Linked DNA regions of Mus musculus: regions 1, 2, 3, 4, 6 and 7 are each linked to region 5. The links are chromatin contacts, called in public Hi-C, HiChIP or PLAC-seq and promoter capture Hi-C maps. All regions are on one chromosome and are shown on one strand. The core of a region is the stretch at or near the end of the contact, and the rest is flanking DNA. Distances in the headings are between cores, read along the strand shown.

Region 1 (2,735 bases), core at 215-2,714, 390 kb after region 5:
GTATTCCACGTGTCAGCACAGGTGCTGGCTGGCTAGAGCCTCTGCTGTAGAGCCTAGGGGCTTCCACTCAGCAGTCTCCGAGGTCTTTGCGTTCCAGATAGATGACAGCTCCCCATTGTCCTCCAAGGACAGGCATTTGGGACAGTTTGCTAGTGCCTGCACTGAGTCACCTTGAGTCTGCACCCATTGCAGTCGCCATCAAATCAAGCAGAAGGCTGTCTAGGGAATGGTTGCAGTGGAAGTGGGGGAGTGAGGGCCCTTGCCCATGTACACTGGTAGCCTTGGTCTTGCTGGAGCTGGCAGTTTTTAATAGTTTGAACAGCATGCAACTGATGTGAGCTGCTGTGTGGGACGCATTGTCCAGTGGCTGCCGGGGACCAGCACCATCAGTCATTGCCCTGGCCCAAGGCCACCCCCTTGTTACTGGAACATACTGTCACAGTTGCAGGATGCTGGCTGGCACCTTAGACTCTGAACTGTCTCTGCATCTGAGAGGTAGCCCAGGTAACAGAGGACAGATGCTCGCACGTGCCAGAGAAGAGGAAGCAGCCTGCTTGTGCCTCAGAGGTCAGCAGGAAGGTTCAGGTAGCCAGGTGGCCCTTCTCCCCTCCCTCCACAGTCCTTTTTACTTTGGCAGGGGAGTGGCACAGGATGGGGGATCAAGTGCAGGCCATGTCCATGCCAGGCAAGACTTCACCACTGAACCATTGTTGGGTTTTATCTCTGGGGCTTGCTTTGTATTGTTTCTGTAGCACTTTCACATAGCCATGCTGGTCTCAGACTGGCCTCAAACCCATAGTCATCCTCCTGCCTCAGCTTCCTATGTACTGGAATTATAAACCTGAGCCACCATGATCAGCTTAATATGTCCAAGCACCCCTGTGTCAGAATTTCTCTGGGGCTTGGGGCTACAGTGGGTTGGTTGTTTGGTGTGCATGTGTGTGTATGTTGTCTCCTGGACACAGGCCTCTTTCATACTAGGCAAGTACTGTACCTCTGACCTATAGCCCTAGCCACACCCTTGGCTTTTTGAGACAGAGTTTTGCTATCTAGCACAAGCTAGCCTGCAATTCAACTATATAGCCCAGGCTGGCCTCAAACATGTGGTCCTCCTGCTTCAGTTACCCAAATGTAGGGAATATAGGGATCTGCCACTGCACTCAGTGCTCCTCCCCATCTCTGTGCCTTCCTCCCTTACCTTGTATCTCCAGTAGCCTGCTCCCACCTCCCACCTCTCCCGACAAACTCAGGCTTGGTCCCCAGGGTGACTTCTTCCTGACACACAGCCCTTCATGGGCATTTTGGGTTTGGTGGTGGTGGTGGTTTACAATTTAATTTTAAAAGACTTTTATTGTGCAATATTTTAAACATTCTGAAAAGAGCAGAAAATAATGGAACAGACACCCATGTGCCCGCCAGCAGATTTAGCAGATGTTAGCATTTTGCCTTCCTTGCTTCACTATTTCCTCTTTTCTGGATTTTTAAAGAAAGTGTTAGTGATACACCCTTGCCAATCCCAAGTCACCCACTCTCAGTGCCTCCCCCAGCTGTAAGAAGAATACAGAGGCCAGCCTGCCCCGCCCTCACACCGTGCATGCGTGTACATGTACTCATGGGTCATGTAGCCCAGGCTGGCCACAAACTCTGGGTCCAAAGATGGCTCTTGCTTCTTTCACCTCCTCACAAGTGGCAGAATTACAGGCATGTGCCACCATGCCCAGCTAACACATCAGAGGACCTTGGAGGCCTGGGGATCCCCACTACAGGCACCACAAAAACAATAGTTGAATTAATAACTGCACATGTCCTGGAAGCTCCTGCTGAGCTCTAGTGGATCAGGAGGCCTGATGGCCACACATCTTCTAGTTCTTGTCTTTTGCCATTTCTTAATGGCCACCAGCATCTTTCCTCTTACCAGTGACTCCCATTGGCCAAACTCACTTAGAAGCCTGAGCCTGTGGGACCCCAGGTATAGAGGCCTTCCTTCTCCCAGAATGTGATGGATGAGAAGTGTGAGACACCTCCAGGGCCATGTGTGGCATGTCCCTGTCGCCTGAGCTCTGACCCTGGGCTTGCCTCCTCCTGCATGTTCTTTTCCACCTGGGCTGTCCCACATGCTGTTCCTTCTGTCTGCAGTGTCTTCCCTCAGCCCCACCCTCCTCCCCCACCCCCAGACGCTACTGTCCAAAGCAGGAGCTCTATCCTGCCCTGGCCCACCACTCTGTCTTTGTCAGTGTCTGTTCATATGTGTGCTCAGTCAGCAGTTGTAGAAAGACCACAATCGCTGTATCCACAGAGCTGAGAGGAGCATCCAGGAAGCCCCTGTCAAACAGATGGGTGAATGTTACACCATTCCCTATCAGGATGCGGGAGGGTACTGTAAAGGCCAACCAAATGCCTACAGGCATTGTACTGTGTTTGAGTTGCATAGGGTATTGTGTAATCTGTAGTCTACTTATTTATTTTACTTATTCTTTTGAGAAACAGTCTCACAAATCCCAGGTTGGCCTCCAGCATGCTATTCGGCTAAGGATGACCTTGAATTCCTGAGCCTCCTGAGTTTTTGGATTATACGCACGAGCCACCACACTAGCTCCAGATTTTAAAAAATCTTTGTTGATAATTATTTGCAAAGTATATTAGTATCAAGTAAGTATTTAAAAAAAAAAAACTAAATTGCACAGAACGTATTCCACAGCCAGCTAGCCCGACACTGATGGTATGAAACAGGAACA
Region 2 (2,796 bases), core at 38-2,537, 450 kb before region 5:
TAACCCCTTTACAATAAATAACAAGCATCCTTCAGCCAAGAGAACCCCCGAAACCTACCCACCCAACCTCCAACAAGATCTGGTGGCACCAGCCTGCCCTCATTCCTCTCTCTTACTAAAGTAAAGGAGCGCTTGGAATATTGCTTAGTTGTAAGAGTATTCGCCTAACATGTGGTTCCATCCCAAGCAGAGAAAAATAAGTAAATAAAGTATCCACTGGAGCAGATACGTACCATTGTATAGCCTGGCCGAGAACATTGTGTCCTAGGGTGTGTGATGCCTGCGCAGCCCGTGTGTTCTGCGGACTGTGAGTCACGGGGGCATGGACCTGCCCGTTAAATAATAATCCTCGTTAGCTCTGTGAAGGGATTCTTGGTAGAACGACTCTTTGGAAAGTGGTGTAATTGTTGTAATTGCTTAATTATAACTTCTGAAGGAGGAGGAGGAAGCAGTAACATTGAGAGCAGCTACAGTAAGTTACAGGAACGGAGGAAAGTGCCGGGGAGCTTGGGCACACAGCTGGTGTTAACCACAAAGTAGATGGGCTCACTGTGATAGGACACTCAACCCGTGGAAACTCACCAACCCCAAACACAGTCAGGAGACACCGCATGCAGAAACTGCCCGCAGATTTGCACATACTGAGTGCCATCAAACATTACAAGAAATACATCCATAGAACATGCTGCCGCTCCCACCCCAGCCCGCTGCCTGCTGCCCACTGCCCGCTGCCCTCAACCCAACAAGCGAGAGGATTGCCCCAACTTTCCCACCAGCTTATTTGTCAGCTTTCTATTGTGACAAATACCTGAGTTAATTTTTTCCTTTGTGTGTGTTGGTGTGTGTTCATGTATGTTGGCATATTTGCATGTGTGAACACGCATGGGTATGTGTGTATCTGTGTATATAGGCATGCTTGTGGAGATCTGAAGTTAACGTTAGGAATTGCTCTGTTACTTCCCCACCCCCACCCCACCCCCACCCCAGCTCCGTCATGCAGGCAGGCGTCTCAATCAAATCCAGAGCTCACTGATCTGCCTAGTGTTGCTGGGAAGCTTGCCCTGGAGACCTCTCTCCTTCCTGATGTTCAGTGGGCATGCAAATTCCACTCGGCAAGCACTTTAACCCTCAGCCCTACCTGAGACACGCACAGAGGGAAGGAGGCTGGGCGCAGCTCAGTGAGGCAGAGCTGCTGAGCGGTCATGAGGTCCTAGACCTGACACATCACAAGTAGGGCAGAAGTGGAAAGGCTCACGGTCGCAGGGATTTCCACCTGTGATTATGTGACCTTCTTACTCTTACTATCTCAGCCTGTGGTGATACAATACCGCACCAAAGGGCCTGTGGCAACGCTGCACCTCTCACAGTAGCCCGGGAAGCCGAGAAACAGGCTAGGATCCTATCATCCCCTGCAAGCATGCACCATCACACCCTCTTGTCCTTCATCTAGTTTCCAGTTAGAGGTTCCACTGTGTCTTAGTCAGGGTTTCGATTCCTGCACCAAGAAGCAAGTTGGGGAGGAAAGGGTTTATTCAGTTTACACTTCCATGTTGCTGTTGATCACCAAAGGAAGTCAGGACTGGAACTCAAGCAGGTCAGGAAGCAGGAGCTGATGCAGAAGCCACGGAGGGATGTTCTTTACTGGCTTGCTTCCCCTGGCTTGCTCAGCCTGCTCTCTTATAGAACCAAGACTACCAGCCCAGGGATGGCACCACCCACAAGGGGCCTTTCCCCCTTGATCACTAATTGAGAAAATGCCTTACAGTTGGATCTCATGGAGGCATTTCCTCAACTGAAGCTCCTTTCTCTGTGATAACTCCAGCCTGTGTCAAGTTAACACACAAAACCAGCCAGTACACACCGTCTGTCATAACAACACAGACAAACTGTGAGCCTTTGGGGGGACACTTAGGGTCCAGACTGTAACACATGCCAACCTCCATTCAGCAAGAGAACTCATCTGGGAGCACCGAGGGCCTGACCGACCTCAGAGTGCACGTGCATACGATGAAGAAGAGGACCACGTTTTGCCCATTGGTGCACTGACCACTCAAAATCACAGTATGGGCTCCAGGTAAGTCACAGCCACTGCACACAAGATCTACCAAACATCAGCACAAACTTTCCAGGACTTTCAAAAGCCTCCCATTAGAGCTGTGGAGATGGTTCAGTGGTTAAGAGATTAAGCGCACTGACTATACTTCTGAAGGACATAGGTTCGATTCCCAGTGCACACACACACATTTGTAACTCCAGTTCCTAGGGCTCTAGCACCCTCTTCTAGTATCGGTGGGTGTTACCTGCATGAGCTTGCTACACAGACATAAATGAAGCAAAACTATTAACATACATTAATCTCAAAAAAAAAGAAAAAAATCTAAAGATGAATAAAAATAAACAAAGGCTCCCAGTTATCAAGTGGTAAACTGACAATGGAAAAGATACTTCGTGCGTGAGAACGGCACTGCTGGGGGTGCAATGCAGGCCCTCACGTACATGAAGCTCACCGTCACCCACTGAGCCACCGCCCTATCCTCTCATGATGGATTCTGGTCATGCAGTCACCACAGCGCCACACTCCCAGCATCAGACTGGCGATCCTCTTATTTATGTGTTTACTTAGCTTTATTTGTTTGTTGTTTGTTTTGACAACGCTGAGTATTGAACCCAGGACCTTGAGCATTCAAGGCAAACATCCTACCACTGAGACAAAACTTTAGACCTTCTTGGGTTTTTTGTTGAAAATTTTAAAAAGTGTTTTCATTATTTTTATTGGTGTGTTTGTGTGTGTTTCTG
Region 3 (2,939 bases), core at 432-2,931, 460 kb after region 5:
CGGGCGGGGTAAGTGTAGATCTGTCCCGGGGCCAAACCTGGAGGAGAGAGGCTGTGAAAGTGAGGTCCCCGGACTCAGGCCCCGCCCCACCCCAGCCTCGCGGCGAGTACCAGGCCCGCGGTGGGTCTTCTCCATCCAGATGTAGCAGTTGTTCTGGGCCACTCCGGTCTGCGAGTCGAGGAAAGGCAGGCGCAGGCTGCGCTCGGCACACAGGCGCGCGTTGTAGCTGCGACAGTGCTCGATGGCCTCCCGGTAGAAGTCCTCGCCAAGGCTGTGGGGGCGGGCGAGCAGCGGGCGGGCGGCTGTCAGCAAGGGCTAGTGCAGGGAGGCCCAGCACCCTCCCGCGGCTGCCCGTTCCCACTGCTCCGCAAAGGGCAAGCCGGCCAGGTCCACCTTCACCTCCCCCATCTTCTCCCACCCCTCTGGATCCGGGGGCGGGGCAGGGTGCTGGCAGGGAAGCAGCTACCTAAAACTTGATTATGTCTCGGGTTAAGAAGTGTTCACAGACAATATAAAAACAAACCAAAACATACCGGGACCCATCCACACATGAACGTAGCCAAACACCCAATACAAACAAATCGCACATGGCCACACGGGATTCACACACAAAGAGAAACGTATCCCAATCTTCACAAAGGAGTAGCAAACAAATTCTCTCTGTCACACAGACACACATCTCTTGCAGAACACAAATAATCCAAATCAAAAAAAGCCATAGAACTACCTATGAATGTCATGTATCCAGAGACCCAGATGGTTCCAGAGACAGCTTATCCACAAAGACCCACAACATGGAAACACACCACACAACACTCATCCCAACAGTCACACAATGTCAAAAGATAGGGACCCTATAAACATTTACATATGCGCTTACATATCCATCCAAAGACACTCCAGCCAAACACACAATACAAAGACATCACTGAGATTTTCAAGGGTACACATACACAGAAACCCCAAATTTAAAATGCATCCCCAAATACACAGGTACACGCCTTGGAAACAGAGGGGCAGTCAGGTCTGCTCATGTTCACACAAAAATTTAGACCTATCCTCACACGTCCATATCCAAAGACACAGAACATAAATGGTGCAGATTCGCCAGACATGTGCACACACTTCGAGACCCAAATACTCAGATAGGTAGTGCAGAATAAAAGAAACCCTATACATACCCACACATTCAGCTACAAAGCAAAAAGCAATGTATAAGTCGCTCAACACACTCCACACCCCAAGACAAAGGTAGCGTGGATTCGAGTGTACCCAGGCCCCAGCTTCCCTAGACCATGTACCCTCTCTCAAACCCTGGCATCCCTGGGAGGGGACATGACCCCTTTCCCCTAAAAATCCTTGGAGACCCCTCCCCCACGCCCTCTCCCAGTCCTGGAGCAACGCGTCGGACATCATTCTTGCTAAACACCCTCAGTCACATACACTCGCACCCCCGCACGCGGTGACAGCCCCCTGACACCCCACCAGCCCCACCCCCAGCGGCCACACACATACACACGCGCGCGCGCGGCCGCACAGACCCGCCCGCGCCGACTCCCCCGCCTCGCGCCCACCCGCACCACCTCAGGGGGCTGGGGATGACCGTGGCCATCTTGCTCCCCGGGTCCTGCCCCCAGCAGGTCCCTGCCGGGTCGGTCCTCCCAGCGGTCGGGCGGGCGCTGAGGCCGCCCATCCATTCATTCCCAGGGGGCGGGAGCACGAGGATCTCAGCCAATCAGGATGGCAGGGCGGGCCGCCCAGGCCATGCCGGGAGTGGTAGTCCCTAGCGGGTCCTCCGACCCAGGGGGTGGGGTGGGGGAGGGATGGAGGATCTCGCAGTCGTTCACACACGCTCACTCACACGCACTTCCAGCCCCACGTGCACAGACGCATGCACGCACACACGCGCACATGGCAGCTTACACATAGTCACACTACACTCGCAGACTTCCATTCACCCCACCTTCACGCACAACCGGCCACAGGCGCGCGGGGACCTCGCAGGTGCCCACCCAGCTGTGTCACCAGCACGCCAAACGCCACCTAGCACTCCAAGCTGTAGAGAACCCATCGTGACTGAGAGATGACTCTCGCGGCCACCCCAGTCCACTCCTACGAAGGACTACAGAACTGCCTTCCTTCTTCCTGGCCTCAAATCCTCGCTTGTGGGACTTGGTGCGCATGACTTAAGCTAAGCGTTCTGGGCCTGTCTCAACGGACTGAAGATTACAATAGCAACAGGGTAAGTGACTGTTTTAGGGACAGCATCTTGCTGTTCAGCCCAAACTGGCCATTTTTCCTGTCTCTCCAAGTGCTGAAATTAGTGTGTGACGCCATACCAGGCAAGTGCTGGAATTAGTACCTGGCAGATACCTATAAATTCATTTATTCCACCGAGAAGATATCTACAAAGAGGATCTGATATGTACCAAGGCATAAAGTGGTTGCACTGTTATTAGGAAGAATAAATAGCCTGCCTTAGCAGGTGTTCAACAAATATTTGTTGAGTGAATACTTAACACTCACTATGTGCTTAACACAGCTCTCTCCAGGTTAAACCGGACTATCCTCATTTTCTAGAGAAGGGCTTTGAGATCCTGGGAGGAAACCTTACCTGTTCTCAGCCCCTGGCTGCTGTCTGGATATAGAATTCGTGTGCCTGCACACGTCCCTACAGGATCCTCCTTGCCTCCTTTTCTCTCCCACACTCTACCCTAAGAGATCCCCAGAGAATGAGCTGACCTACTGAATATCACACACACACACACACACACACACACACACACACACGACTCACACTCAGCCCCACCTCTGGGGAATAACTTAGCATTCTGATTAGAGTGGCAGCATAAATTAGCATATCAAGTGTTAATACAAAAAAAATTCTTGTCCAGCAGGGGGCGGTCCACCCATCATAAGTCTCAAGGTTTCCCGCACTT
Region 4 (2,902 bases), core at 171-2,670, 370 kb after region 5:
ATATAGTATGGCCTTGTCTATTCCCCAGATTTTTTAAAGTAACCGTTCTAAGTTGACTTCTCTGTAGCCTCAGGGGCTCATGATCAGTTTAATAGTTATTGAGCACTGATCATCTACTGGGATTTCTGAGATACTGGGCGTTGTATGTAGGTAGAAAAACTAACAGCAGCTTGGCAGCGTCTTGAGTAAACTTCCACCTGTGGAGTGCCGTGTACAGGGCTGTTCTCATTAGTTTGCACCCATTATTTTGGGTTAGCCTCAGATTCTCACAGGAGCATCTGAAAACAAGGACTGTCAGTTAGATATACATAATGCCAAGGTGAGGACAAGAAGGAGATACCTACTGTGGTTTTGAATCATTGACGATAGCAACATGAAGACATTGAACCAGAATCTTGCAGGCTGCCGGCAGGGTGCTGTCACAATGTTAACAACACCACCACCAACAAAACAGTAGGGTCGGATATCAGAAAGAACTGTTTCCTGGTAGAATTCTCAGTGGCTTGTCTAGGAAAAAAGGGGAGAGCAGAAATCTTATTTAAAGGGAGAGCAGTGGCTTATTTATGACTGTTACCCTAAGCATCTCCATTATTTGGGTCTGTAGAAGTGTGGTCAGATACAGGCATGACTTAGGGATCTGTGTCAGGGCTCTGAACACTTCTGAGGTCCTTAGCTCCTAATGGCCAGCTTTTAAGCCACATGCTCGCTGTGTGCCAGCCTGGTGCTGTGCTAAATAACTCAGTTAATCCACACATTGCTGAGTTAAGCACATTTGACTGCTAAGAATCTCATCATGTGACCTAGCTGGGGCCATATATCTAATCTCAACCCAGAATTTGTGTTGGCAGGAGACTCCCTAGGCTCAGAGCTTAACTGCTCCACAACAGCTAATGGGAGCTAAACCAGGCAAGCCGTTAACAGAGCCAGGATTAATCTCAGTGGCCCTGGGCCAGTGACCCACTGTGTACTATGCCAAGCTTTTCATCACTGTGGTCTCGCTCTCACACAACAGTTCTGAATTGTGGGCAGCCTCTGAGTCCCTGTCCCTCAGATGGGAATACTGAGGCTCAGAAAGGGCCTGTGGCTTTCCTGGTGCAGAAAGCCCGGCTTTGACCAAACTTCAGGGTTTCTCTGTTGACCTTTGATTGGTGGGTTTTGTGTGAGACTGCCTTATCCCCCTCCCCTAACACCGTGGACAGGCTGCCATGGGCTGTGCCCTCTCCTTCCTGACATCTGACTGTGCCTCCCTGCTCTCCCTTTTCAGAGCATGCCAATTACTTTGGCGTGGATGAAAAGCTGGGGCCCGTGGCCGTGAGCATCAAGCGGGAGAAGCTGGAGGACCATAAGGACCACGGACCTCAGTACCAGTACAGAATCATCTTCCGGACTCGTGAGGTATGGCCCGATGCCAGGATGCCCGCTGGGTAAACAGGAGCCGTCAACCCTTCCCGCTTCTTCCCGCTTCCGTATCTGGTTCTACCAGGTTCTAGGCCAAACTTGCTTGCCACGTCTCATAAGGGGTGGTGTACTGAGATTCTGTGAGTCTGTCCATTTTACAGAGGGGAAAACCGATACTCAGAAATCACGTTAAGTTGTGGCAAATAAGCCAGGCCGGGATCTGAGCCTAGCAGGTGCAAACTCAGGATCACCAAATCTATTTTCAAGACTCAGGTGTTATGTCATTTCAGGACTCAGGTATTGAGGAAGACGTCAAGCCTCGGTCCAGGCAGACCTGGGGCATGGCAACAGGCCCCGCCCTGCTAAGCAGCGTCCACCTCTACCAGCCAGCCTGCTCTGTTCCCAGCTAGGAACCCCACTGTCCTGCCCGGCAGTACTTGGAGTAAAGCTTAGCTCCAGCAACAGGGGAGGAAGGCATGTTGCTGACCCTCCGCAGCCACACAAGTGACTTGCAACAGAATGTGTTTCTGACTTGAAAGCCGCTTTAAAGTCACAGAGATTCACTGGTCTCTGTCACTATAGGTCAGGGATGGAACCTGCTACGGGTACAGATTGACAGCACAACCTGAACGTCTGCTCAGCCTGGTTGGCTCTGCCTCCCTTCTCTCCTGTCACCAGCAAGCTGTCTTCAGTGCAGGCCTTCCAGGTCCTGATAGCTTTCCATACAGAAGGATGAGTCACCTCTCCAGGATCCCTGACTGGTTCTTCCTAGATCCCACACCCACACCCTGGGCCAGGCACGGGCAGGGGTGATAGAGGGTGAGAAAGATAGGCAGTGAGATCTAGGACACAATCCACCTCAGGCTAGAGCCACCACCCTCGCACTGAAATTGACAGTTCCATGGGTGTAGCTGGTCTTTTGCTACTTTGGGTTCTTTTTCTCACCCTTTATCCGGCTGGTTTCACCCCCTATCACTAGATAGAGCAGGGAAGAGAGGGGAGAGTCAGGAGATGCCTAGAAACCTAATTTCTTTCCCTTTGTTTCCTCTTTGAGCATGACTACTGACAAGCCATAGCTACCACCCCACCCCCCACCTATAGGGGCCCTATCACTTATATACCCTCTGAAAAGTCCCCAAAATTCCAAACATCACACAGTCGCAGAAACTATCTGCTGCTGGCAAAACCATGCCTCTTCTAGAGCAGGAGGCAAATCACAGTCACTGCTGCGGACAGTCTGAAGCAGCCCCACATCCCTATACCTGGGATTAAAACTGAAGCACATTCCTATATTTCTGTGCTTTTTAAAGTAACCAAAATTCTAGGACTCTGAAAAATGTTATTACACAGAGGAGCCGCTCTCCCAAGGAGGTCCTCAGCAGGGATGGTGTAGAGTGTTTTTGTTTTGTTCTTGAGAGCATGTGTCGTGTAGCCTAAGCTGGCCTCCCACTCACTCTATCTGAACCTGGCCTTGAGCTCCTGCTCCTCCTGCTCACCTGATCCT
Region 5 (2,700 bases), core at 36-2,535:
CCAGGTGCAGTATTAAAGTCCATTAGCCCACTTAAGCTGCTATAACAAAATACCAGAGACTAGCTTATAAATAACAAACTTATTTCTCTGTTGTGGTGGCACTGACAAATTAGGTGTCTAGTGAAAACCGATTTCCCCGGTCCCCAGATGGAGTCTCTGGACTGCACTCTCACCTAGAGAAGGCAGGTAGCTCCAGGGAGCCAGGGCACTACTCCCATTTAATTACCTTCAAAAAGCCCCCACCTTCTAAACCCACCACACCGAGGACTAGTTTTGTAACTATAAACTGGACAGGGTGAAGATGGGGTACAACGGAGACTCCGTGTGCTCACTATGTCTGCTTCTTGACAGAAAAGCCTAGAGCTGAGGAAGTTGTCTTTTTAGAACCTGAAGTGGATCACCCAGAATCATGAACTTCAAATTCTGACTTCTCTAGTGGTAGTCAACAGAGGCTAAGATTTTCTAAGAGTTCCCTAAACAAGGCTAAATGGCTACTCGGAGGGTGTGACACAAAAGTAGGAACCCACAGTAATTACGTTTTTTCAAATACAATTTCTATACACTCATCCGTTTCTGAGACAGGATTTCACTATGTGGGTCCCGGTAGCCTGGAACTCACTATGTTCCCACGGCTGTCCTCAAAGTCACTGACTTCCAGCTTCCGCAGCTCGAGTGCTGAAATTATAGATGTGGGTCACCATATCTAACTCCTAACTACAGTTAAAAGTCATGCTGATTGGTAAACTGATCTATCTTGAACACAGAAATCCTTACCGTCTCTACTATTTAGCTTTCTCCCCCCTCCCCCCAAATTTTCAAATAAACTTGACATAAATGGTGTCCCGCACCTCCCGCCCCCGACTTTGCGTTGCAAGACTAGAGGATCTGGTAACCACCTACTACCCACGTTCTGCTGACTTCGCGCACTCTCTCTCTCTCACCCTCCTGTACAATCCACATCCTCCAAAAACCTTTTCGCCCATGCAGTCACACTCCCGCCGCCTTAGTCCCTCTTTAAGCCTCTAGCGCCATCCCGGAAACCGGGTGGGTCCCCTAGAGCCGGCCTGCAGCCAGCGACCAACAAATACAGGCCTTAAGGACTGTATTTACACAAAGCACTTAAAACCAAGGGCAGACTCACTTCAAAAGTATAAACTGCGATCTCACGGCTTCGAACTCGGACGACCAGCGAATACCGACCAGGACAGTACCGGGTTAGGTCGGGTAGGGCACTGAGATGATCCGGAACAACCTCTTTCCAGCCACTTCCGCCATGTGGCTGAGCATTTATAGTGGACTACATTTCCCAGAAGGCGGTGCTACTTCTAGAGTCTGCAGGAGAGTTTCAGTGTGCGAGAGAGGAAGTAGAGATCTGTTGAAACTAGAGAACGGACGATTAGTTTTCTAAAGGGGGAATTTCCCAAGGATCCAAGGCTTGAAGTCTCTGAAACTTAAGCAGTTTCGGCTCTGTGGTGGGGGTGGATCTTTACTCCAGCTACAGAAGCGAGGCAAGAACCCGAGCAAGTGATCCAGCTCAGGACTACATTTCCCAGAAGACATCACAGACCGCGTTCTCGGTAAAGAACTCATCCTGCTATTGACAGTCGGATATATGAGGGCTCTTAAGAGCTTCTCCAGTGTGGTGTTCCAAGCTCCCTGAAGGAATGAGACAAGGCTGTTAGGACTGGGAACGACTGGATAGGGCAAAGATCGCCCTATCTTTACTGGAATATTTAGTCTACTTACCACTCGATAGCCACAAATTTAAATGTGCTGCATTAGCCTGGGTTGAGCATTGCATGTTTGTAATCCCAGCACTCAGGAGGCAGAAGCAGGAGAATCAAGAGTTTTAATGCCCGCCTCGGTTACATAACAAGTTTGAAGCCATGGTTACCTAACGACCTGTGTCCATAAAGGAAAATAAACAGAGAGATGGTTCAGTTCTTAAGAGCATCGTCTGTTCTGTTCCAAGCACTTATGTTGGGCCAATCATGAACATTTATGTTGGATCAAATTTTATGGAATTCCATATGTATGTATGTATATGTATATATATATATATATATATATATATTCTCACTCATATAATGAGAATTCAATGTCGATCATACTGGCTTCAAACTCTGGCCCATGTCTCTGCCTTCTGTTTGCTATGATTAAAAGTATGCATCACTGTGCCTCAAGTCTTGGTGGATTTTGTTATTGTTGGTTGATTTTGTTGTTGTGGAAGCAGAGTTTTATTAGGAAGACTGTCTCCGGGGGGAAGAGAGAGAGAGAGAGAGAGAGAGAGAGAGAGAGAGAGAGAGAGAGAGAGAGAGAGAGAGAGAGAGAGAGAGAGAAGAGAATATCTCGCTCACAAGATCTAGGTTTACCGGCAGCCTGAAACCCAGATTCCGCTTTTTGGATTTCTAGGTTCCTGGTCTTTCCGGGACCTCCTGGGACCCTTTCTAGACAGAATTCCCAGAGGAATTCTCCGTGAATCGGCTTAGAGCAGATGTTGTGGCAGGGGTTACACGAAGGAGGATTTGGTGCCCTGGCTTGTTTTTCCCACAAGGCACTGCGGCTTGGACTCCTCGGTTTGAACTACATTTCCCAGAAAACAACGGGTGCAAGCAATTTACAGTTCAGCCCCAGTCCCCAAACACCCCGCAGGGTTCTCAGTGCTCGGCAAAATGAATTCAACCTAAATCCAAGGGCGGT
Region 6 (2,754 bases), core at 41-2,540, 490 kb after region 5:
CATGTGGTTGCTGGGATTTGAACTCAGGACCTTCAGAAGAGCAGTCAGTGCTCTTAACCGCTGAGCCATCTCTCCAGCCCTATTTTATTTTTCTTAAACACATTTATTTGTGTGTGTGTGTGTGTGTGTGTGTGTGTCTGTGTGTGTGTGTGTGTCTGTGTGTGTGTGTCTGTGTTCGTGTGGTCTGGCAGGTGCCATGGCTACAGTGTGGAGGTCAGAGAACTTCAGGAAGCCAGTTCTCTTCTTCCACCGTGTTTGCACCAGGAATCTCCTGGCCGCCTGGGCCCCGGAGAGAAGCAGCGAAGCTAACAAGGCGTGGAGCACCCGGGCACGCCAGGCCTCCAGCCGTTGGGGGGTGGTGGTGGGGGGTGACCTTGCGAGCAGGTGCGAATCTGGTCATCAGGTTTGGTGGCAGTTGTATTTACTTAGCCACTTTGCCAGCCCAAGAGCAGTATTTTCAATGATAACGAGATCATTAATTCTTCTGCTAACGGCCTTCTACTTCCTCTGTCAGCCCTCCTCCATTCATCCAGTTTAAATGGAGCTTCTTTCCAGAAGCCCACCCTGGTTCTGTGGTAGTGGTTTGTAAGTCTCCTTTGGGTGTTGTACCTAGTCCAGTCCCCGTGTCCCTCCCCCTTTCAGGTCTGTTCATCCTTTGCAAGCTTCTGATCGTCACCCTAACACCTCTATATATTTGTATTTGTCTTCCTGTACGGGGTCCAGAGAAACCTGCAGTTTTAAGGACTTGTCACCTCTTTCCAGACAGTGCCCTGCCTAACTGGCAGTCGCACTGAATAGGAAACTGGGCTCTGATCATGCCCTGATTTTCACTGTCCCAACCCCTGCTCACTCAACTGTAGGATTTCACCATCACATTCCTGATCACTCTTCCCTCTGCTTCCGCATCACTACTACGGGCTGATCCTGTTTGACGACACACAGGCCAAGCTGGCCTGGCCACTGCTCAATCCGGGACATTTGTTTATGGCACAGAGAACGAGGAATTTAGGCAGGATATATCTCTCACACCTAAAGGAACGCTAAAGCAGAGCGGGCAGACAGCCACAGGTTTCCGAAAAGTTTCTCTCGCCATAGTCACAGCGCAAGCACGAAGGCGCAAGGACGTCGTGGCCAACAGACCCACGCCTCCCGCAAGGTCCGGCTGGGGCGGGGTCAATGCCAACCACGCCTCCTCCCAGGAGCCGGGGGCGGTGCCAGGTGCAGGCCGCAGAGCCAGGTGCGGGGCCCTCCGCGCTTGCGCCGCATCTGCCCCGCCCCGCCAGGTGCGCCCCACCCCCAGCCTGGGTGCCACCTTCTCTTGTGTCCCTGCGTCCGCCATTCGCCGTAGTACTCCTCGGACGGGTGGAGGCTTTCACAGTCTGGGGAAGAGTCGCAGAGTGTTGCCGCGCGAGTCCAGGGACCGTGTTGGGAGGCAACTAAGGCGTCGCACGCGCCAAAAGCCAGAAAAAAGGGCTTCCGGGGACCCGGGCGCCTCGAAGTCCTACTCCGGGGCGAAGCCGCACCTGAGCCCGCGGACCTGCAGTGCGCGTGCGCGGCCGTGGGCTTTCCCGCACCTGCTCGCGAGACCCCACCCCCACACCCCAACGGCCGGCGGCTCGAGGCCTGGCGCGCGGCGCTGGCAGCAGGTCATGGCGCAGCTTTGTGAGCTGCGGCGGGGCCGGGCGCTCCTCGCCTTGGTAGCTTCGCTGCTCCTCTCCGGGGCCCAGGTGGCCAGCCGAGAACTAGACGTCCACGGTGAGGGCCAGGCGGGGGATCCGGGAGCAGGGGATAGAGGAGGCCGCAGCGAAAGTGGGGGTACTCGGTGCGCAGAGTGATCGCAGGCTCCTTGGGGTTGGGGAGGATGGGCGGTGGAGCCAGACCTGCAGGTGGCGGGCTAGGAAGGGTAGGAGCCTCGCGAGCGCGGGGGCGTAAGGGTTAGCAAAGTGTCCCTTCCAGAAGGAAGGAGGAAGGGAGGGAGATGAGGTGTATTGACCCAGGAAGGCGTGGCACTGGAAGTGGGTGAGGAGCTCAACGAAGCGGAAATTGCTTGGCCAAAGAAAGCCCGGGGTGGGGACGGGGACTTGGGGTGGGGGTGGGGGGCGCATTCAAGCCTCAGAGGTGGAAATTTGTTCGGGAGACCTGTTGGCCGCTTTGGGTACAGGGAAAACGCACTTCGGACACCTGTTGATATCACATATGGCAACAGCCCCATGATCTCCCGAGGAAGAAGAGAAGCAGCGGTTGGTAGAAGGGAGGAGCTTTGCCAAGGTGCCTGCCAATGCAGGAACGTCTGTTCTCCGAGTGTAGTATTGGCACCCAGCAGCTGGGGTTTGCGTCTTTAGGAGTCGTTACAACTTTTAACTGCTTCAGACAACCACTAGCCAGCTTTGAAAAGATCTCTTTTGAAAGAATTCATTGATTGAGCAAACTTAATTGAGTCCCCGCTGAGGGTCTGTAAGAATGGTGGTCGTGGCTGACTCAAGACTAGACAGGTTCCTGAATTCGCAGAGCTTGGATTCCAGTGGGAGCGAACACTTAACGTGCAGAGTACTCGCCAAAGATTAAATGACTAGCGGTGACTAGAAGACAGCGGGATAAGAACAGTGATAGAAGATGGTGAAGGGTACTTAACTCAGGAAGTACTCTAAGGAGGGTGGCACCTATCCTAACAATTGAATGAGTAGGTGGCAGCCATACTAAGACCTTGGGACCAGTGTCCCAGGTAGTGGGAGGGAGTAGTGAGGGTCTAGAGTA
Region 7 (2,925 bases), core at 271-2,770, 350 kb before region 5:
GGTTAAGTACAGTCTCCAGTGCTGACTGCAACAGTGAATATTCTGGTGTCATGGTTATTTTAATTACCAGGAATGAGACTGGTCTTAGAAGTAAAAGCGTACTTTTAAAAATAATTTTAGGAACAGAAAAATCCACTTCCACAGATGTGCAGAACGTGGTATTTATGTGTGGAAAGTGCTACTCTTCCTGCAGGCTCCCATGCAACACCTTTCATCTCAAAACTTCCTATTTACCATCCTGATCCCAGGTTATTGGCCTCACCACGGGGAATTATGAAAATCTTACCTATTCCATTCCAACATTAGTATCTTTATATTTGCTAAGTTACTACTTCAAATTTTTCTCAAGCAGGCTTGCTGGTACTAATCTGATAATCAAATAGTACATAACTTCCAGGCTTGGTGGTGCACACACCACACGGAATCCCAGCAGTTGGGAGGTTAAAGTAGGGGGAATCACTGCCAAGTTTTAGGCCACCCTGTGCTACGAGAGAGTTCAGAGGCAACTTGGTATAGATAATGAACCTGTCTAAAAAAAAAATTACACATACGTGATCGCACAGCATACCTCAACCATTTAAATATTAACGGTACTACAAGCCAGGTGGTGGAGGCACATGCCTTTAAATCACAGCGGGGGGGCGGGGGGCGGGGGGGCGAGGGGGCGGGGGGGGGCGGGGGGAGAGGGCAGAGGGCAGGGGGCAGGGGGCAGAGGGCAGAGGGCAGAGACAGGTGAATCTCTGAGTTTGAGACCAGCCTGGTCTGCAAAGCGATTTCCAGGACAGCCTGTCTCGGGGGAAAAAAATCCCCCCCCAAAAAAATACACACACAAAATTATGAGAAATTACAGAAGAACACACACGTGTGCTTAGTGATAACCTTTCAAACATCCTTCAGAAAAATCAACCTACTGCTTCACATGTCATTCACGAGGACAGAACATGATAGAATTCCAGGCAAAATCACTCACAATCACGTTCACAAATCACTTTCAATTCTCCAATCTCCTACAGGAGTCATACCCAATCTAAAAATAGACGCAGGCCGCTATAACCCTAAGCAAAATCCCGCCATCCAGCTTTCACATCCAAGAAGATCGCGATCACTTTATGGCTCTCCCTCCCGCCCCCAAATAATCAGGATGAGCTGAGGGAGCCAAACCACAACATGCTCCCCACATCCTCACACGCAACGCTCGTGATGCCCAGGGACCTGTTCCCAGCGACAGAGTGTCCTCGAGTTTAACACGAAAACTACCCCTTCGGGTCACCGGCAGTCATCCTCGGTGTCACGCCCACGGGCCACACCCGAGGCCCTGTGCAGCCGTTGAGTGTCCCGGTCCCGCTTCCTTAACCTTCTTCCTCCCCAAAATTACCAGGCCTGGCTCGGCCTCTCGGTTTCCTCCCCGGTCTTCCCATCTGGATTCGATCTCTCGGTCGCCCTCCAGATCCGGAGCATCCACTGCGGTCCTCAGCCTCTCCCAACGTCTCGAACCGCCCCGCCTCCGCTCAGCCGTCTACGCCTGCGCACTCACGCCGGGGGCTCGCTCTCCCAGGAGCCTCCGGGGCGGCCCGTTAGTTGCCGCGCGCGCCTCTCCCTCGCCCCGCGCTTGCACCAGCGTCCCCTTGGCTGGGGCGGGTGGGAGTCAGCTGCCTGCTACGGTCTGTGGCCGCGCGCGGGAGTGCATGGCTGCGTCAGTGTGGGGTGTGCCCACAGGGGAGCTCTGAGACTGATTCTGATTAGGTTTGGGTGATTGAACGCGGACCGAGCGGTTTGCGATCCCATACTGTGACCAATTGATCTTGTGACAGCACTGTGCTTTGATCCTATTGGGACCGACGCAGCCCCCACCCCCTTTGACTTCTGAGTTTGGTAGAATTTCATTTTGACCACCCTAGGCTGAGAATTATGTCTTGTAACTGTCGAAAAGCGCGAGGGGTGGCCTCTGTTGCATTCTTGTTCAGTCTGTACGCAATGTCTTTCCCAAGGGTAATTCAGAGAACGCATAAGGTTTCTCTTCCTCCGACAGGGAGGTGAGGGTAAAGGGATGGCAATGAAAAGTTCCATGATTTCTTGGAATGTGTGCTGAGGTTTCTGTCACTGCCTCTGTCGCCTCACCGGTGACATTGCCAGACTACACAGCGTGGAGTGACTTGGCTATTAAGGAGAAAGTTGGTATTTGAAACCTAGAACGACGATTCAGGTTTAAAAACCACACAGCCTTGTATGGAGATCTCACAATGGGAGTCGTCGTCGTCGTCCCCCCCCCCCCCAGATTGAAGTGCAAGCGAAGATAGGATATTGAAGTTCTAAGGATAGGATTCCAAAGATTGTTTTAGAAGTTATGTGTCATTAATAATTTTCCAAGGATTTATATCCAATATGATGCATTAATCAGTTATTCCATAGACGAAGCCACACCGATTGATTCTATTTTGGACCAAATACTGTTCCATCTGAAAGTGCTACTTAATCTCAATTGTATGATTTTCTTGTGAAGGAAAACCCTACTATCAAAAAGGTTATTGTATTGATGAAATGCGATTTTTAAAATGTACTAGACTTTGTAGCTGATTCGCTCTGTTCTTAGTGCAGGACTCTGTCAATTTTTCAACCCATTTCCTCACGTTGTTCAAAATAGATTTCTTTCCCAATACTTTAGGAAAAAAAAAATTGCTAAGGCTGGCCAGTGGTGGCACATGCCTTTAATCCCAACACTTGGGAGGCAGAGGCAGGTGGATTTCTGAGTTCGAGGCCAGCCTGGTCTACAGAGTGAGTTCCAGGACAGCCAAGGCTACACAGAGAAACCCTGTCTCAAAAAACCAAAAACAAACAAAACAAAACAAAAACAAAAAGTGCTTTAAATATATACAGGTTTTACTATGGTCACCCGTCCCCCCACCCCCACCCCCGATTTAGTAGTTT

The links. Promoter capture Hi-C pulls out the DNA fragments that hold promoters and counts their contacts. A called contact is a pair of places that touch in the nucleus more often than the background predicts. HiChIP or PLAC-seq counts read pairs in DNA pulled down with a chosen protein or histone mark. Capture Hi-C pulls out chosen DNA fragments and counts their contacts.
Region 1: an H3K4me3 HiChIP or PLAC-seq map of bone marrow-derived macrophages shows a contact between it and region 5, with 3 times the contacts expected there. The contact joins the enhancer-like site here to the promoter of Zfp84 in region 5. A contact is called at or near these places in 4 of 484 Hi-C or Micro-C datasets (cortical neurons, myocytes and reprogramming fibroblasts), 3 of 115 datasets of contacts at active chromatin or transcription factors (astrocytes, bone marrow-derived macrophages and embryonic stem cells) and 1 of 9 other capture datasets (adipose tissue).
Region 2: a contact with region 5 is called in a Hi-C map of muscle stem cells, with 4 times the contacts expected there. The contact joins the enhancer-like site here to the promoter of Zfp84 in region 5. A contact is called at or near these places in 5 of 39 promoter capture datasets (the 3T3-L1 cell line, hippocampal neurons, liver and 1 more), 3 of 484 Hi-C or Micro-C datasets (CD4 T cells, erythroblasts and muscle stem cells) and 3 of 115 datasets of contacts at active chromatin or transcription factors (the 230-238 cell line and large pre-B cells).
Region 3: a promoter capture Hi-C map of pancreatic islet shows a contact between it and region 5. The contact joins the promoter of Dpf1 here to the promoter of Zfp84 in region 5. A contact is called at or near these places in 4 of 39 promoter capture datasets (embryonic stem cells, hippocampal neurons, liver and 1 more), 3 of 484 Hi-C or Micro-C datasets (cerebral cortex, stem cell-derived neurons and uterus), 3 of 115 datasets of contacts at active chromatin or transcription factors (embryonic stem cells and pancreatic cancer cells) and 2 of 9 other capture datasets (liver and pancreatic islet).
Region 4: a contact with region 5 is called in an HNF4G HiChIP or PLAC-seq map of pancreatic cancer cells. The contact joins the enhancer-like site here to the promoter of Zfp84 in region 5. A contact is called at or near these places in 3 of 39 promoter capture datasets (the 3T3-L1 cell line, the C10 cell line and liver), 1 of 484 Hi-C or Micro-C datasets (cortical neurons) and 3 of 115 datasets of contacts at active chromatin or transcription factors (astrocytes, bone marrow-derived macrophages and pancreatic cancer cells).
Region 6: a promoter capture Hi-C map of second pharyngeal arch cranial neural crest shows a contact between it and region 5. The contact joins the promoter of Spint2 here to the promoter of Zfp84 in region 5. A contact is called at or near these places in 9 of 39 promoter capture datasets (the HPC-7 cell line, cranial neural crest, embryonic stem cells and 5 more) and 1 of 115 datasets of contacts at active chromatin or transcription factors (embryonic stem cells).
Region 7: a promoter capture Hi-C map of liver shows a contact between it and region 5, with 2.9 times the contacts expected there. The contact joins the promoter of Zfp382 here to the promoter of Zfp84 in region 5. A contact is called at or near these places in 1 of 39 promoter capture datasets (liver), 1 of 484 Hi-C or Micro-C datasets (CD4 T cells), 2 of 115 datasets of contacts at active chromatin or transcription factors (bone marrow-derived macrophages and embryonic stem cells) and 1 of 9 other capture datasets (pancreatic islet).

The regions. Positions count from the first base shown.
Region 1 is chr7:29,379,315-29,382,049 of GRCm38.p6, reverse strand. The region is part of intron 9 of Sipa1l3 (signal-induced proliferation-associated 1 like 3); the gene reads left to right. Among named protein-coding and RNA genes, the nearest start is that of Dpf1, 73 kb to the right of the region's middle. Within about 2 kb of position 1,464, at least 10 of the 459 cell types and tissues checked have an H3K27ac peak or open chromatin away from gene starts, as enhancers often do. A contact at or near this core is called in bone marrow-derived macrophages, where this site is marked.
Region 2 is chr7:30,217,707-30,220,502 of GRCm38.p6, reverse strand. No RefSeq gene overlaps it. Among named protein-coding and RNA genes, the nearest start is that of Polr2i, 13 kb to the left of the region's middle. Within about 2 kb of position 1,287, at least 185 of the 459 cell types and tissues checked have an H3K27ac peak or open chromatin away from gene starts, as enhancers often do. A contact at or near this core is called in hippocampal neurons, liver and muscle stem cells, where this site is marked.
Region 3 is chr7:29,306,743-29,309,681 of GRCm38.p6, reverse strand. It overlaps Dpf1 (D4, zinc and double PHD fingers family 1), which reads right to left and starts at 1,681. Exons shown (of 12, transcript NM_001368371.1): 1 at 1,584-1,681; 2 at 111-271; 3 at 1-37. The coding sequence starts at 1,612.
Region 4 is chr7:29,395,644-29,398,545 of GRCm38.p6, reverse strand. Sipa1l3 (signal-induced proliferation-associated 1 like 3) reads left to right here. Exons shown (of 23, transcript NM_001081028.1): 5 at 1,265-1,395. Among named protein-coding and RNA genes, the nearest start is that of Dpf1, 89 kb to the right of the region's middle. Within about 2 kb of position 1,420, at least 27 of the 459 cell types and tissues checked have an H3K27ac peak or open chromatin away from gene starts, as enhancers often do. A contact at or near this core is called in pancreatic cancer cells, where this site is marked.
Region 5 is chr7:29,767,137-29,769,836 of GRCm38.p6, reverse strand. Zfp84 (zinc finger protein 84) reads right to left here and starts at 1,285. Exons shown (of 5, transcript NM_023750.2): 1 at 1,142-1,285. Gm38983 (a long non-coding RNA gene) reads left to right here and starts at 1,584. Exons shown (of 2, transcript XR_881933.3): 1 at 1,584-2,700.
Region 6 is chr7:29,280,513-29,283,266 of GRCm38.p6, reverse strand. It overlaps Spint2 (serine protease inhibitor, Kunitz type 2), which reads left to right and starts at 1,290. Exons shown (of 7, transcript NM_011464.2): 1 at 1,290-1,755. The coding sequence starts at 1,650.
Region 7 is chr7:30,120,527-30,123,451 of GRCm38.p6, reverse strand. Zfp382 (zinc finger protein 382) reads right to left here and starts at 1,520. Exons shown (of 5, transcript NM_001081007.2): 1 at 1,376-1,520. The coding sequence starts at 1,418.